Regions from separate parts of the Zea mays genome. Here region 2 is linked to region 1. A link is a contact called in public Hi-C data. All regions are on one chromosome and are shown on one strand. The core of a region is the stretch at or near the end of the contact, and the rest is flanking DNA. Distances in the headings are between cores, read along the strand shown.

What was found. A called contact is a pair of places that touch in the nucleus more often than the background predicts.
Region 2: a contact with region 1 is called in a Hi-C map of ear, with 2.3 times the contacts expected there. The contact joins the promoter of LOC100276825 here to the promoter of LOC100383632 in region 1. A contact is called at or near these places in 4 of 25 Hi-C or Micro-C datasets (ear, endosperm, leaf and 1 more).

The regions. Positions count from the first base shown.
Region 1 is chr4:151,117,356-151,121,218 of Zm-B73-REFERENCE-NAM-5.0, reverse strand. LOC100383632 reads left to right here and starts at 1,635. Exons shown (of 10, transcript NM_001176280.1): 1 at 1,635-2,005; 2 at 2,943-3,177; 3 at 3,342-3,428; 4 at 3,501-3,670. The coding sequence starts at 1,806.
Region 2 is chr4:151,251,786-151,255,648 of Zm-B73-REFERENCE-NAM-5.0, reverse strand. LOC100276825 reads right to left here and starts at 1,851. Exons shown (of 6, transcript NM_001150534.3): 1 at 1,685-1,851; 2 at 1,516-1,586; 3 at 549-634; 4 at 372-478; 5 at 100-179. The coding sequence starts at 597.

The DNA.
Region 1 (3,863 bases), core at 386-2,885:
TTGGGGGTATTTATAGCCCCAACCACCAAACTAGCCGTTTGGTGAAGGCTGCTGTCGCATGGCGCACCAGACAGTCCGGTGCGCCACCGAACACTGTCTGGTGCGCCTGCCACGTCACCCAGCCGTTGGATTCTGACCGTTGGAGCTTCTGTCTTCTGGGCCACCGGACAGTCCGGTGGTGCACCAGACATGTCCTGTAGACTGTCCGGTGCGCCTTCTGGCGCGTGCCTGACTTCTGCGCGCACTGTAGCGCATTTAATGTGGTTGCAGGCGACCGTTGGCGCTGAAGTAGCCGTTGCTCCGCTGGCACACCGGACAGTCCGGTGAATTATAGCGGACCGGTCTCCAGAATTCCCGAAGGTGAGCAGTTCGGAGTTGGAGTCCCTGGTGCACCGGACACTGTCCGGTGGCACACCGGACAGTCTGGTGCGCCAGACCAGGGCACACTTTGGCTGACTTGTGCTCTCTATATTTGAATCCTTTTTCGGTTTGTTTATTGGTTTGATGTGAACCTTTGGCACCTGTAGAACTCATAATCTAGAGCAAACTAGTTAGTCCAATTATTTGTGTTGGGCAATTCAACCACCAAAATCAATTAGGAAAAGGTGTAAGACTATTTCCCTTTCACCCGTATAGCAGCTGTCTCTTGCATGAGAGTCCAGTTTCTTTACTTTTTGATCTTTCTCTCCTCCACATAAGCAAAAATGTCATGTAAACAGACTTAGAGCCCATTATTATACTTGCTCTGAGGAGTTTACAAGAGCTCGTTTTCACACAACTCTCTATATACTTAGGGCATGTACAACCTAGACATTGTGGTGCAGTTTTTAAATAGAAGACACGACCAAGACACTATAGGTACAATGAGGTGTATCTAAATGTTATGTCTTATTTAGAAAAATATCTAAGACATGACCTATTTATGTGAGTTGTACTAGTGAGGTTGCGTCTTGCTTAAAAAACTGAGCCAGATGTGTGTTTTCATGAAGACATGATGTCTTTGTTTTTTACACTTACCCCTTAGACACACCTCAAGATACGATGCATTAAAATGCTTTGTACACGTCCTTAGAAAACGCATCCAAAGTTTGTGTACTTACGCTTAGGTTACTCCCAAACCATAATATCACTACATATTAAATACATGCCACATAAGTATTTTTGATGATATGACAAGATAGTTAAGATGAAAGAGAATTATGTATCTTAAAAGAGATAATACTTAGGCACGAGATAATATACATTAAAACTTTAACCATCCAAATGACAACATATAACAGAATGGAAATAGCCTTAGTTGGCTTCTTCAAAAGAATTCTACAAAATATTTTGGAGTGTTTATTTAGAATTATAATTTGCCCAAATTATATAATTTAACAATTTTTAAACCTCAAACAAACGTCCCCTTTGTAGGGTAGCTGAGCCCGTGTTGGAGGAGCTAGGGGTTGTTTGGTTTGATGCCTAAGACGCCACAATGTGCCAAACTTTTCTGCCTAACCTTAGTTCTTCAATTCGAGCGCCTAAGGTTAGGCAGATTGTGGCGCCTTAGGTAGGAAACCAAACATGCCCCTAGCCTCTCACCATACCAAACACCCCTCTAGAGCGGCGAACCGGCTCCCAGACTCCCAGTCCTTGTTTCGTCGACAAGCCAGCAGCCCAGCACGCAAAGGGCACTGTGCCGTTACGGCGCGGCGGAGCCGGAAACTCCCGAGTCGCGTGACAGTAAACGAAGGCACGAACGCGACTCTTCCATCCAACTGTCGAAGCAACCGAATCGGGGACAACCGAGGGCGAGGGCGGCCGGCATGGGGATCGTGGAGGCGTGGATGCGGGAGAAGCCCATCCGCACATTCCTAGCCCGCCTCGCCCAGCGCCGGGCGGCGGCTGCCGCCGCCTTCCTCGCTTCCCCCTCTGCCACCACGGTCATCGATGGCGAGGGCGGCAGCGACGGGAGCATCCCGCAGCTTTCCTCCGTTGCCAACTCCGTCGTGTCCCGCTGCTCAAGGTAGCGTCTTCGTCTGACGCGAATATACTCCGCTAGGGGTTGGCTATAGAAGTTCGATGTGAGCTATCCACTGCTTATTCAGAGAATACACACGAATGTTTTTTTTTTTGTGATCGTGATTGGTGTGTTTACCACGGCTCCAAAGGATCGCACTAGAACTATACCCCAATGCAGCAGATTGCTGCTGTCCCCAAACTTAGATTGGTACTAGAAGTATAGAATTACAGTACAGAGAACCCCATTGGGCTATTGCTGGAAAAGATAGACCAATCTCAACATTTTGCTAGCCTCAGCATCAAGGGGGGTGTTTATTTGGGATAATAATCTGCCCAGATTATATAATCCAATATATTTTGAACTAAGTGCTAGTTCAAAATAAGCTGTGAACTAAGTGCTAGTTCAAAATAAGTTGGACTATATAATCTGGACAGATTATAATCTCAAACAAACACCCCCTAAATTGGTATATTCATCCTGTGCCAAGGTGTGCCAAGGTTTATTCTTCATATCAATTAGTGAAAGGAATGGAGAAACCAACATATTCTACTCGTCAACAATTATTCCTTACAGAAATCCAATAGGGTTGAAATTACCTATTGCTGGATATGTGCACTTCACATTTAAACTTGCCAAGTTCACACTAAATTTCAGCATGGAGTTTCTCATTAAGTTTGGGCATGTTGCGAGCGGAGGTAGAGGTACTTAAAGTGGGTACAATTAGACCAACTTAAGCTGAATTCATTTTTTAATATAAACCAATTCTATTCCAAGAAGTATGGCATAGTTAGCACTAATATTAAAATCGGCTCATGATCCTATATCCTCTCAAGTTCATATCTAATCATAACTTTGTTGTTGATGTGATTTTTCTTGGTTCCTGCCAAGATGCTCTGTTATGAAGTGAAAGTGCTTTGTTTTTTAACTTTAACAATTTCAGGATTCTTGCTCTTTCAATTGAGAACTTACAGCGAAGCTTTGAGACTGATTTTCCACACAGTTGTAATGAGGCTAATACATATGCAAGAGACCTTTTAGAGTATTGCTGCCATAAAGCTCTTCATGAAGTTACAACACGTCCAGATTATTTGGCCGATAAGAATCTTCGCCGCTTGATGTTTGATATGATGCTTGCATGGGAAACTCCAGGTGCTCAGGATGTGTCAGTAGATAATGTGAGAAATTTTCAAGGCTTTGTTCTTTTTAAGCAACCCATTTTAGCACCTTTTTAATCATATGGATATCTTTGAAAGGAAAAAGATCATGGCCATGTCTTCATTTTTCTTAGCCTTCACAGTGCTAAGTTATGTTTTTTCTCTCTTGCTGTTGTGGTCTTCAGGGTTCTATTGTGCGTGATTCCCTTGAGATTGAAGATGAGGATGAGGGGTCAATTTTTTATGCAAATTCCACAAGATTGGCTGCTCAAGTTAGTTCTCTACTGATAACCATATTTATTCTGTCGCAATACACATGATAATCTACTGTCGTTCATATTTAGGTTGATGACAAGAAGACAGTCGGGTTAAGTGCTTTTGCACGAATAGCACCTTCATGCCCAATAATAGCTGACCTGGTTACTGTACGCAATCTGTTTGACGCACTTACAAGTTCATCTGGAGGCCGATTGCATTTTCTTGTTTATGACAAGTATCTCAAGAGTTTAGACAGGTAATAAATAAATAAAACTTCTTAAAGTTTCAAAAAAAAATTGAGATCTATCTTACCTGTCTTTTGTTAATGCATGTATTACATTCGTGCATAAATAATTGAAACCTCACTATTGAAATGATGATTCCAGCTAAGCTAAGCATACCAAGTTATCTCTCTGCAACTGAAGTTGCGTAAGAAGTACATTTATTTG
Region 2 (3,863 bases), core at 602-3,101, 130 kb before region 1:
CAAATCATAAGAACGAAAAGATATAGCTCATTTTGGGATATATATATAAAAGGAAAAGGTACTGTTAAAAGATGGAGGGCTGTCTTGAAGGCAGCTTACCTTATATCACTTTTAGGTTTAGGTTCAACACGAAGAGCCACAGGGACAGCAGGTGTAGAATCAGCTAAAATTGCTGCTTTGTAATGTCAGAGTTAAAGATAGCAAAGAGATAGCTTAGACCACATGTTTCTATTGCACTATTTGAACGGAAGGAAACTGAATTGTAAAGGTGCGAAAAGTTTCCAGAAAAGCTAACTGAACCATATTAATCAGACCGTATCATTAACTGTATAACAGGAAAAGCAAAGTTGTTGATGATTAATAAAGGATATCTTAAAAGCAGCAAATGCCCGCTTCTCAGTATGACGAAGAAGGCGCTCTGCATCTTCTTCAGCTTCCATTTGCTCTTTCAGGTAAAGCAAATCATCGCTGTCCAATGCTGAAGAACAAGGTTAACAAGGGAGCTACAAACTTTACAGGGGTCTTCCTATAAAAGAAGCATGAAATACCTCCTCGTCCGTGAAGGTAGCCTCCCCTATCACCAGCAACCTCTTGCATCTGTTGGTATCAACCACCGAGTAGAGAACCAAAATCCCTGTCAGGGCATGTTATAAGAACATTGTACACTGATACCTATTGGAAATGCTTAGTCATTTGATCAAGCATTTAAGTAAAAGCAAGGCATCCTCGTGTGACTAAAACCAACGAAAAATGTTATTTTACCAACAAAATAGCATTGTTCTGAAGAATGCTGCAGGACTGCAGCCTAAATCTTTTCACCACAAAGTCAACCGAAATGTATTTCTAGGATGCATGTCTAAAACAGAAACATCTACGAAGCATTTAGAAATCACAAATTGCTCAAATGCATGGATGGTTCGCTGAGACACAACATTGTCTCTTAGATCCAAAAGGTCTAGGCCTATTCTCACTGCATAAAGCCAACAAACTAACTACAGTTGCAAGCTGCATTTTTTGTCACAATTCAAATTGGTTCTTAACAGCCTCGTTAACATTCTGAAAGTTGGGCTCAGTAAAAACAACTCGAATCTACTGCCACCGTGCCCCTGCCTTATCTAACTTCTCCACTAGTCCTTGTAAAAATGAAAATAAAATAAACAGTACATGAAATCAGGTTCAACCTAGCATGTAGATCCATTCAACAATCCAAATTATTCACTGTGAGACTTGCACATAACTTAGTTATCAGCAGACAACAACACTAAATAGTAATTACCTCCTAATGCATAGATAACTTGTTGATAGTACCATTGCCATCCCCCACCCCCAAGGAAGAAACACCAGCGCAACATTTTTGACAGAAGTAGGTAGCTGGATGGCTAATTAAAATTTCGAAATGACTATATTGCTTAACACCTACATTTAATCCAGAAAAAATCCTAAAACGAGCATACATGTATGCAGTACAACAAAACAGTAAGCCGGAACAGACGTTGCATGACGATTCGGTCTAACCTTTGCAACCATGCGCTGGAAGGTGATGTCCTCATCGTCGATCTTATCCTTCCCTTTACCAAACTTCCTGTCTGCACATGCACGGAGCCAAACTCGGGAATTCGATGAGAACGCCCAACGGGGAAAACAGGGTAGGCAAATCGATAAATCAGTGGAAGGAGGCGCACACCTTTGGGGTCGCTGAGATTGGTGTACTCGCGGACCTCGCGCCCGGACATGGCTGAGGATGACGACGGGAGGACGCGAAACCCTAACCCTGGTTCCGAACGGAAGCTTCGAGACTAACCGCGGGGGTGCCTCCTGAGGCTGTTCTGTCGCTTGGGAGGCTGTTCTATCTGAGGATGGAGATTGTCAGATTGGACGATTGGAGAAGCGGAATCTCAATTCGCGTCGATCTGCTCTGGGCCTCGCGGAGCGGCAAGACTCTTGAGGGCTGGGCCCTGGGACCGAGGCCCAACTTGAATAGGTGAAACGCTAAAAATAAAATTTGCGATACTGTTATGAAATCACGATAGCTACAATACGAAACATGAACCAAAAGCAGGCTAAGAGCAAATCCAAAAGTCATTTTATATTATTTTAATTTATATAAATAAAGTTTTTTAAAAGAAATACATTAATAATTTATCTAAATGGTTGTATTTGTCAAATATAGTTATCTTTTATTCCGGATTTCTGTTAGATAAATGTAGAAAACATAAATAACTCTCTAAAGTGCAAACAAGATATAGAAAGATTATTAGAGATTAAAAAGTTATAAAAATAATTTTTATGTAAATCACTCTCTAAATAATAATTTAGAGTGAAATCTAAAAAAAACTTTTGAAGATGCTCATGTCACCTGTTAACTCGCCGTTGGATTAAGCGATCAAAAGATCTGATCCGTCCGATACGGGTTGGTTCAGGTCTCACCCGATTAAAGCATCCTGTTTGGACCCGTTTTTCTTTTTAAAAAGTTAAAATAATGTACAAGAGTTGAATAATGGTTGTTGGATCTAAACCCACGTTTATATCTATCTAGCCAACAAAACATATACCATATGTTTGGTTGGTTTAGAAGTCGAGCCAGGTCGGTATGAGTTTAGCCAGTTGAAAGAGAAATGTGCCGTTGGGTCATTTCTATAAGTATTTTGGTGATTAGATGTCCAACACATATTAATTAAGTTCTTATATGCTAAATTAGTGAGAAGTGCAAATCAAAGAACAAGGTATTCCCCTTAACCCCCTCCAATCCTCCCGAGATCCCCTTGTGACCAAATCAACCCTTAGTGAATTGTTTTTGAATACTAACATGTTTATCTAAGTGCTAGAAATAGTGCCAAGAAAAGAAGAAAGACGTTGGAAAAGAGTTGGCTATGTACAGTCAAAACCAGCTCGGGCCAGGCACACCGGACTGTCCGGTGCCCCAGGCTGGTCAACGGTGAACTGGCTGCTCTCGGGAAATGGCGAAGCGACGCGACTATAAATCACCGGACTGTCCGGTGCTGCACCGGACTGTCCGGTGAGTCATCTGCGCACGCGTCCAAGTCATCGGCGATGAACTCGTCGCTCTCGAGAAAAGAAAAAGGCGACGTGGCTATAATTCACCAGACTGTCCGGTGGTGCACCGGACTATCCGGTGAGTCAACGGCGCCAGCGGCCAACGGTCGTCCGCGCGATCAACGCGCGACACGTGGTCCGCGCCAACGGTCGGTTGGGCACACCGGACTGTCCGGTGTGCCAACGAGCCCGGAGGGCCAACGGTCGGTTGTGCCCTGTATGGAAGGAAATCGATCACCGGACTGCTACAGTGGTTGTCCGGTGATGCACCGGACTGTCCGATGCACCACTCGACAGAAGGTAAGAATTGTCTACCAAATTGATCTCCAACGGCTCCTAGCTGCCTTGGGGCTATAAAAGGGACCCCTTGGCGCATGTAGCAGAACACCAAGCATTCTCTAAGCATTCTAAGATTCCCAGACTCCGCCTCCACACATTTGATCGATTGTGTTAGTGATTTGAGCTCCGTTTGAGCTGTGAACTCACTGTGCTATGTTTCGAGCTTAAGTCTTGGCCTATGTGCGTGTGTGTGATGCAGATTTGGGTCTTGCGTGTGTTGCTCTCCCATCCTTACTCTTGTATCTTCTTTGTGATCTATATTGTAAGGGCGAGAGGCTCCAACTTGTGGAGATTCCTCACAAACGGGAAGAATTGGATATAGCTTGGTGTCTCATACTGTATAATCAAGCATAAACGACCACCTTGCTAGTCCTGATTTAAAGAGAAACATCTGTCTATAGACTCTAGTGTCTAAAGAAAGATAATGTTTAGCAATCCTAATCGTTTTAAGATGGTGTTTGGTTTCCAAG